Regions from separate parts of the Mus musculus genome. Here all the other regions are linked to region 2. Evidence: chromatin contacts called from public HiChIP or PLAC-seq data. All regions are on one chromosome and are shown on one strand. The core of a region is the stretch at or near the end of the contact, and the rest is flanking DNA. Distances in the headings are between cores, read along the strand shown.

Region 1 (2,802 bases), core at 17-2,516, 100 kb after region 2:
CTGTGGGCATTCAGGGTCTCCCAGCCTCCCTTGGAGTTTAACTGGGATTCAAACAGAGCAAATGACTGAACTTCAGAGCTGATGTTGGGGGAACTGCAGTAAGACCAGGGGAAGATCTGAAGTGAATGGGGTGTGGCATGTGTGTGTTGGGGCGAGTGGTATTAAACAGATTTTGAGAGAACTGTTTCCTTTCCCATCTATCAAAAATCCCATCTGTTCCTGATCTTCTTTTGTAAGCAGTATGTGCCTACGATGCCCACAGGACCCGAGGGCTTGGCCTGGCATGACTGTGTGTGTCTACCCGTCTGCACAGAGTGACTAGCATTTGTAGTGAGGAAAGCCGGTGCCAGCAATGTGAGTTGTGTGGGTTCCCCTTCTCAAGGCTTCTTCATCCTTCTTGAGGCCTGGAGGCCTTTGGGTTCTTGGATTCATATGGGCCCAGGGCTCACTGCTGGTGAAGGATCCACCCACCAAAGCTGCCCTTAATATCATGTTGGTTCTCTGATTTCTTGACTGTGAGCAGCTGTTTAGCAGTAAATAACTCATATATTTTTTGTTTTTTTTAATATTAAAAAGTTCGACTTCTTTCCAACATCACCCTTAACATCTTTTAAGAAATGGGAGGAGTTAGAGAGATGGCTCAGCATTTAAGAGCTTTTTCGTTGCTCTTACAGAGGACCTGGGTTTGCTATTTAGTACCCACATGGTGGGCTTGCAAGCATCTAGAACTTCAGGTCCAGAAGAACTAATGCCCTCGTTTGACTTCTGAGGGCATCAGACATGTATTTGGTGCAAATACATTCATGCAGGTGAAAACACTCATAGATATAAAACAAAAGGAAACATATAAAAGTTAAAAACATGGAAGAATGTATATAGTTTTATTTTTTTTCTTCTTTTCCTATTTGTGAGTGGTAGGGGAAATGAGTAAAATTCACTGAGTCCCCATTCTATCTCATTAGCTACTTTTATACGTAAACGGAATTACCTGAGGTGCAATAAAACCGTAGAGTTCATTTGAACAGGAAGCAGTTTATGAACTGGGGAGTGCCAGACTGAAAGAGGTTTTAGTGTTCTGGTAAATTATCAGCGGCAAGAATTTATAAGGAAGACGTGAAGCAGAACAAAGAAATCACGTGATTGGCTGTATCCAGTAATCCCTTTTCCACTTTGCTTGTCGGGAATTTCCTAACCATAGTGTCCTATGTCAGTTGCTATTGACTGGGTGAGGTGGAGTTCTGTATCCCCCTGACATTGCCAAGCGATGACTAACACTTGCACAAATGAAGTGCTGCTGCTTTGTGCAGTTTAACCAAGAGTAATGTTATTTTTGAGGCCTAAGTGTGTTTGCGCAAGAATTTCCTAGGCCTTGTTTATATTTTTGTTTTTCCACAGCCACGTCTTAAAAAACCCAAAGCACCGCTACAAAAGGAAAAAGAAGGTCATTCGTTTATCTCCTCTTTTCTTCCTATGCAAAAAACAAGGGGCTCAGTGTAGGCAGAAAGTATGAAATCCACTAAATTTTTACACTGTCTCAGAAGAACTCTGCCTCTGCCTGTATTTTCAGTCTGTTGCGTTGTCTCTGACACAGGGCACGATGGCTGATAATGTCATTTCGAGGGAGAACGAGCCACTAAGTGGTACCTTTCCAGAAGTGGAGGAGAGGGATGTGTGGGATGAGGGAGACAGGAGTGAAGCCGATGCAATTAACAGTGACATAAGAAATGACACTGATTTATGTATCGTCCCATCTTTCTCCCTGGGATTTTACGGCATTTGACACACTGTCTCGCCTGTCTATTTATGGATCCAAGAAATATTCCTGAAAAGTGAGAAGAGGCGAAGAACATGGAGTGGTTTGGCAAGACTCTCTAAGGCTAAGTGGAGTCACCTCTAACTCCTTGTGTTGCTCCTCTCGTGCCCCTGAGTCTTCTAAAGATGGCTTCCCTCCCACCTCATTCTGCCTCCTACTCCCTTCCCTCCACTACAGTTAGCATGGATCAACTCAGGTATCACCCTGGGTGCTGAAGTTCATGAGAGGGACAGGAAGAAAACAACCTGGAAAGTGAATTATGATAAGGCGATTTGACAAAGCATTTGTGATAAAAAACAAACAAACAAACAAAAACCCATGCATGATCTCTAATGTACGGTGATGCTGAGAAAGCTCCAGACAAAACCAGAGAAAGAAAAAAAGTGAATTCTTTGCTAGGCATTCCTGTGGTGTGCCTATTGGCAGAAACATAACATGCTAATGATATTAGCTGCGGTTTTGTTTTTCTTAGCTCAAAACGGTGTTTTTTGTTTTTGCTTTTATTTGTTTGTTTTGTTGTTGTGTTGTTGGTTTTCATCAGAGCCACAGACTGAAAGTTACAGGAGAAACTGTAACTTCTTCTTTTTTTTCTTCTTTTGGTCTATTTGCGTGCATATGTGCATGTGCATGTATGTCTATGTTTATGTCTATTATATGATATATATGTATATGCTGGAGGCCAAAGTATGTCTTCCTCTGTAACACACCACATTATTGGTTTTGAGGAAATCTCTCACTGAGACCCAGAATCCACCACTTGGCAAGACTGGCCTGTCACTGAGCTCCAAGGATTGGCCTGTATCTGAGTCCCCTCCATTCCGAGTGCTAGGGTTGCAGGTGCCTCCTGTCACACCCATCTTTTACTCGACTGCTGGGTATGATAAAGATCAAGCCCTCGTAGTTCCCCCAGCAAGCACTTTCCAGACCGAGCCACCTCCTCATTCCACAAATAGCTCCGCAGTCACAGTTCTGGATGTGCGTATCCAGAA
Region 2 (2,795 bases), core at 292-2,791:
CTGTGGTCTATAGGAAAGTGTTTCAAGGTGACAGAGATGTTGGGCGTGTTCCCAGACTGCTTCCTTGTACATTTGGTCTCTGAGAATGAACCAGGTTGGGCCTCCTAGAAGTAATGGGATCTGAGGAATGAATATGAATGAAAGTTCTCAGATCAAAGCTTATCCATTGAGTTGAAACTTCTAGAAGGCTCAGTAACTGATGAGGACTTCAGTGACCGTGGATAATTTGGAATGTTGCAAGTCTAGAGCTAAGTTATCTTGGGTTGTCTTTAGGTCTCTTGATATATTCCTCTGTCTTCTGTTCCTGAGCTAACAGCTTTGCAACCCTCATTTGGAATGTCCAGAGTCCTAGTTTTCCAATGAACCAGAAAGGTAAGACTGCTCTCAGGGAGCAGCTGAGGTCTGTAGTAGAAGTTTTTTCCAGTTTGTTTCAACCCTGCCCACATAATGTTTCTGCCAATGTGTTTACAGAGTGTCTTGATTAATGCTTACCTTGTTCTATTACTACAAGAATGTCCTTAAACTGCTTCTATGTTGAAACGAGACATTTGAGGTGACCTAAATCTCTATTCCTGGGCCATGGTCATTCATATTTGGCTTCAGAATAATTTATCTCTTAGTTCCTTTGTGGTGGAAACTCTGATTTTGCATTGACAGGTATTGCAAAGCTCAGGCCTGGCTTCCAGAAAGCTTGGAGTTGTGCCGCAGGGTCGTGTGAAGAAGCAAGGGAAGTGCCATGCACAGGGGGCTGGGATACAGGCACAAGTGTTCTCTCCCTGTCTCTGCCAATACTTCTTGGCTTTCTGAGACCTTTTTCCTCAAAAGGTAGCTCAATTGCTGCATCTAGCTTGTGTTTAGTCATCTCCATGTTGGCACAACAAAGACAAACTTACAACCTGGGACTTGTTTCCTAGCCATTGTAAGGTACTTGGCAAGCACCAGGTCAGTAAGAGATACTGTCTCAAAAAACAGGATGAGTCCTAAGGTAGAACACCTGAGGTTGTCCTCTGGCCTCCACTTGTGTGTGTGTGTGTGTGTGTGTGTGTGTGTGTGTGTGTGAGAGAGAGAGAGAGAGAGAGAGAGAGAGAGAGAGAGAGAGAGAGAGAGAGAATGAGAATGAGTGTTTGTTTTAGTCAGGGTTTCTATTCCTGCACAAACATCATGACCAACAAGAAAGTTGGGGAGGAAAGGGTTTATTCAGCTTACACTTCCACATTCCTGTTTATCACCAAAGGAAGTCAGGACTGAAACTCAGGCAGGTCAGGAAGCAGGAGCTGCTATAGAGGCCATGGAGAGATGTTACTTACTGGCTTGCTTCCCCTGGCTTGCTCAGCTTGCTTTCTTATAGAACCCAGGACTACCAGCCCAGGAATGCACCACCCACAATGGGCCCTCCCACCCTTGATCACTAATTGAGAAAATGCCTTACAGATGGATTCTCATGGAGACATTTCCTCAATGGAGTCTCTGTGATAACTCCAGCTTGTGTCAAGTATACACACAATCACCAGTGGGGGGGAGGGGGGGAGGCTCAAGTACCAAGCTTAAACTTACAACATTCTTTCTTCTGAAGCCCTCTGACTCACCCAGACAACATCGCCCCAGCAAACAGATGTCAGTTGGCAGTTTCCTGGAAAATTTGATTGATCTTGGATCTGTTTTCTTACAGCAATCCTCCAGACTGATAAAACCCGGCCTCCCACTGTCACAAGTTCTGTGAGTATAGATTAAATATTTTGAGTATGGTTTCTTTACTATTATTGCATTTTGCATCTAGTCCAATATTGTCACCACAGGCATGTTAGCTATAGGTGTTGTTATTAGTGTCCTTGAAACAAGAGTAACGCAGCTTGTCCACACTCTACACAAATAGATTTCTTATTTTTCCTTCTCCTAGACAAGGATAATAAAAAATACCTTTCACTTGAAGATATTTTCATAACCATTAACCCAAGTTTAGATTCACTTCTTTATTTGCTCATTTATTCACTCATTCAGCCAAGAGACTTCTAGAGTCTCACTGGGGATGGAAGGATAATTAAAATGAGATGCCTGGTTTCCAGGCACTGTGGGATGGGGGAGGGGGACGCGCAAACAGATGCTGGGGAGGTGAGTGCTGTGCTGGGCTGATTTCTCACTTCCTTTTATTTACCTATGAGGACAGGAGGCAGCAGAGAAGACCTTCTCAAGGTCACAAGGAGTGGAAGGGTAATTTCCAGACTTCTGGTTACTAAGCCACAGAGGTTTTATCCATTGTGCTTTTTAAATTTTTAAAGTGAGAAGTTCTCCAAAGTGTAGCTCAGAACACAGCAGTACCAGCATCATTTCAGAACTTGTTAGACATGCAAATTTTCAGGCTCCACCTCGGTAATGCAGAACTGAAAATTGGAGGGTGGGACCTAGGAATATTTTTTTTTTTTTCCAAAAGGCTTCCAACAGTGAAATTTGGATGCTCAATAAAGTTTGAAACCATTGCTCTCTATCAGGGCTTCCAAAACTTGCATGTGCATAAGAGATGCACTTGGGACCTTATTAAAATGCAGATTTACACTCAGTAGTTCTGAGGAAAGTTTTCTGATTTGCATTTCTAACAAGCTCCTTGGCTATGCCTGTGCTTCTGGTCTCTCAGACCTTACTTAAAGGGTAAAAATATACAGGGAGTTAATACCAGTGGAGAGGACTGTTTAAGCTCAGCTGATGAGTAAGCTGGGGTGTCAAGTGAACTCAATAAAATTGCTGCCTGTCATCCTAGAGCTTAAAAACTGGCACAGATAACACTCACTCAGGTAGATAAA
Region 3 (2,978 bases), core at 12-2,511, 75 kb after region 2:
GAAGGTAATTTGCTTTCTATGCTTGGACTATTCCTCATACTCTTGGTTTCTTCTCCATTGGGGTGACAAGTACTAACCAAAATAAATTTGCAGAAGGAAAGGTTTATTTCAGCTTACAGGTTATAGTCTGTCATTGAGGGATTCCAACTGATGCAGAAACCCTGGAGGAATGCTGCTTACTGGTTTGTTATCCAAGGCTTACACGGATACTTTTCATATACAGTTCAGATCAGTCTTCCTAGGGATGGCACCACCCATAGTGGGCTGGGTCCTTCCACACGAATTAGCAATTAAGGAAACAGCCACAGACATATCTTTGATGGGAATCATTCTTCAATCCATATTCCTGTTTCCCAGGTGACTCCAGTTTATGTGATGTTGACCAAAGCTAATCAATACATCCCATCCCCCCCCTTTTTTTTGCTGTTGTTGCTGCTGGTGGTGGTGATAGTTTTGTCTTTCTTTTTTCATCTTTGCTCCCACCTTAACCCAATTTCTACCATCTATCTTCCTCTGTCCTCTCTGAACCAAAATATACTAGCTTCACCATTACCTGTATAGTCTTTGGTACATGTCCTAGCATCTCTGAGTTTCAGTCTTTTGGTCTGAGAAGAGGAATATTATTAATTTCCATGTAGGACCATGGTATGTGTTAGATGAAAATGTGAAGAGAGATGGGGGAAAAGAGAATTTAGGAAGACCACATGTGCATAATTAAAACTCTGCAACCTGGTTGGCAACCAGCAGATATTTCTTTGCTCCATTTTTAACAGCAGGGATTCATAGCTAAGATGGTACACACTCATTCCTGCATCATCCTCACCATAGAACTGCTGTATATGATTTATTAGGAGACCCTGGCTGTGCTGCTGTGACTGTGAGCTGTGACCAAATGAGAGAAGCCTGATAGATGTGGTCAGAGTGATTAATAGCAGCTTGTCTCTAGAGCTATGGGAGTGGCAAGTGACATGCTGTGCCCTGACTCCCCTTCTAATTCTGCCCTGTCTTTTTCAGTTGCTTGGCCAAGCGGAAGCTCCGCCACCTCAGCACAGTGTCCGGCTGTGGTCCCTGGATTTCCTGGATCACAAAGATATATTCTCTGGGCACTGGCATTTATCCAGAGTAGAGTTTGAGCTCAGGATGTGTGTACAACTACATGTCCGCACTTGACTGATTGCATCTCAGGACAAAGTGTGGGTCAGAGAAGGCACAGCAGAGTCACGCCTGTGTATGTTTCGTCCCTGCTACTGCAATGTCATTGTCTGGAGCTTTTGTGATGAGCAATCCATCAGGAGCACCGCATGCTGTACAGTGTTAAGAGCCGTGTCAAGCCAGAGTCTAGTCTCATTTTCAGATCTTGTGGTTACTGATGACACATCTTCTGAAAATGAAACAGTAGCCTTTTGCTAAGCACCATACTTACCAACTCCCCTTCTGCAGATGTCCAGATGCCTCTAGTGTTAGGTCAGGAGGATTAAACAGAAAATAACAACAACAAACAACAACAGAAACCAACTCATTGACCTATCAAAGCTGAAATACACCACACACACACACACACACACACACACACACACACACACACACACCATATCTTGATTGCTGCCATTCCAGTACTCACTGATTTTATCAAGGGAAAAATAGCAGCGAAAATGGCTTATTCTTCCTCAAGCCAGCTCTTGAATAGAAAACAGAGTGTGTGGGACTGCAATGTGTCAGGAACAGGGAAATAGAGGTCCTGCCTTGCTGGGTTGGCCTTCCTGATCTCAACCCCTCCACCCCAGTAGAGTTGGAAAAAACACAGCAGTTCCTATTTCAAATTACACAGTTGGATGATGTTTCTCTTGGCTCCAAGTAGAAAGGCTGGTGCCCAGAGCGATTTTTTGGCAAAAGTGCAATATATGAAGTTTTTCTTCCCTTCTAACATTCTCAGCATCACTCTTAATCACTTTTCTCTTGATCTCTATCCAAGTTTCCCAAGAAGGATTTCTTTTTTCTCTCTTGCCTCATCTACTTGTGAACTCAGAGGGATCTGCGACAGTTTCTCCATCTCTAAAATCTGTGGCAGTGTTTCACAACTGTAATGTGTATATGAATCTGCTATACTTAGTCCTTTTTCTGATAACAAAACACCTGAATCTTAGTAATTTGTAAAAAAGAGAGGTTGCTCTAACTCACAGTGTGGATAGCTGGGAGTTCAAATAATATTGCACTAGTTCTGGTGAGAAAGCTCCTGGCTACATTGTATCATAGAGAGAGGGAGAGATGGCATGGCAAGACAGAAAGCCAGAGGGCAAGGAGAGGCAAGTATTGCTTTGTTACATCAACCTCTTCCAAGAACTGACTCAGTGTTCATGGAACAGTGTTAGTTCCTTCCATTCCTTTTATACCCATCAATCTTGGACACCTAGTTTCCTCTCATTAGGCTCTACTACCTCCCAACATGATGGCATCTGGGCTAAAATCAGAGCACAAAAACCCATGTTGAACATATTCAAACCACAGCCAGACCATACACATAGTATTATGAAAATGCAAACCCAGAACCAGTAGTTCTGGAGTGGAGTATGAATCTGTATCTCTGATATGCTTCTAGCAAAGATGGTGTGGCACAAAGCCATAAACCAATGCCAGGGGGAAGCCAACCAAAACTGCTGTATCAGTATTTAAGTAGGAAAAGGAAGTTCTACAGGTGCTGAACTCTCTGGGAAAAAAAATGATGATGGCTGAGGCCTGAGCTCCTGCAGGCTATTTTAGTCTAGGAATTAAAAAGTGATTGCTCACACTTTTAGCTTTGTGGGGCTTACACTCAGGAAACATGACCAGCTGGACACCTCAGCACTGGATGTCCCCAGGGAAGGAGGACCAGATCAGCCCTCATTTCACGATGATTGAAATGTTCCAAGTAATGGGATTTTTGAATAAATTAGCTATTCATCACGAAAGAGGTATTATAGATAAATACCCTACCTCATTGC

The links. HiChIP or PLAC-seq counts read pairs in DNA pulled down with a chosen protein or histone mark.
Region 1: a contact with region 2 is called in an HNF4G HiChIP or PLAC-seq map of pancreatic cancer cells. The contact joins two enhancer-like sites. A contact is called at or near these places in 17 of 484 Hi-C or Micro-C datasets (the G1E-ER4 cell line, the N1E-115 cell line, Th1 cells and 11 more) and 3 of 115 datasets of contacts at active chromatin or transcription factors (bone marrow-derived dendritic cells, fibro-adipogenic progenitors and pancreatic cancer cells).
Region 3: a contact with region 2 is called in an HNF4G HiChIP or PLAC-seq map of pancreatic cancer cells. The contact joins two enhancer-like sites. A contact is called at or near these places in 14 of 484 Hi-C or Micro-C datasets (the Ba/F3 cell line, the C10 cell line, CD4 single positive thymocytes and 10 more) and 7 of 115 datasets of contacts at active chromatin or transcription factors (the HPC-7 cell line, astrocytes, bone marrow-derived dendritic cells and 4 more).

What each region holds. Positions count from the first base shown.
Region 1 is chr16:49,922,280-49,925,081 of GRCm38.p6, reverse strand. No RefSeq gene overlaps it. Among named protein-coding and RNA genes, the nearest start is that of Gm19723, 32 kb to the left of the region's middle. Within about 2 kb of position 1,266, at least 70 of the 459 cell types and tissues checked have an H3K27ac peak or open chromatin away from gene starts, as enhancers often do. A contact at or near this core is called in the N1E-115 cell line and pancreatic cancer cells, where this site is marked.
Region 2 is chr16:50,026,112-50,028,906 of GRCm38.p6, reverse strand. Gm4827 (predicted gene 4827) reads left to right here. Exons shown (of 4, transcript NR_045935.1): 3 at 1,670-1,716. Among named protein-coding and RNA genes, the nearest start is that of Gm32101, 22 kb to the left of the region's middle. Within about 2 kb of position 1,541, at least 34 of the 459 cell types and tissues checked have an H3K27ac peak or open chromatin away from gene starts, as enhancers often do. A contact at or near this core is called in the G1E-ER4 cell line, the N1E-115 cell line and pancreatic cancer cells, where this site is marked.
Region 3 is chr16:49,950,379-49,953,356 of GRCm38.p6, reverse strand. It overlaps Gm5486. Among named protein-coding and RNA genes, the nearest start is that of Gm19723, 4.0 kb to the left of the region's middle. Within about 2 kb of position 1,261, at least 79 of the 459 cell types and tissues checked have an H3K27ac peak or open chromatin away from gene starts, as enhancers often do. A contact at or near this core is called in the G1E-ER4 cell line, the N1E-115 cell line and pancreatic cancer cells, where this site is marked.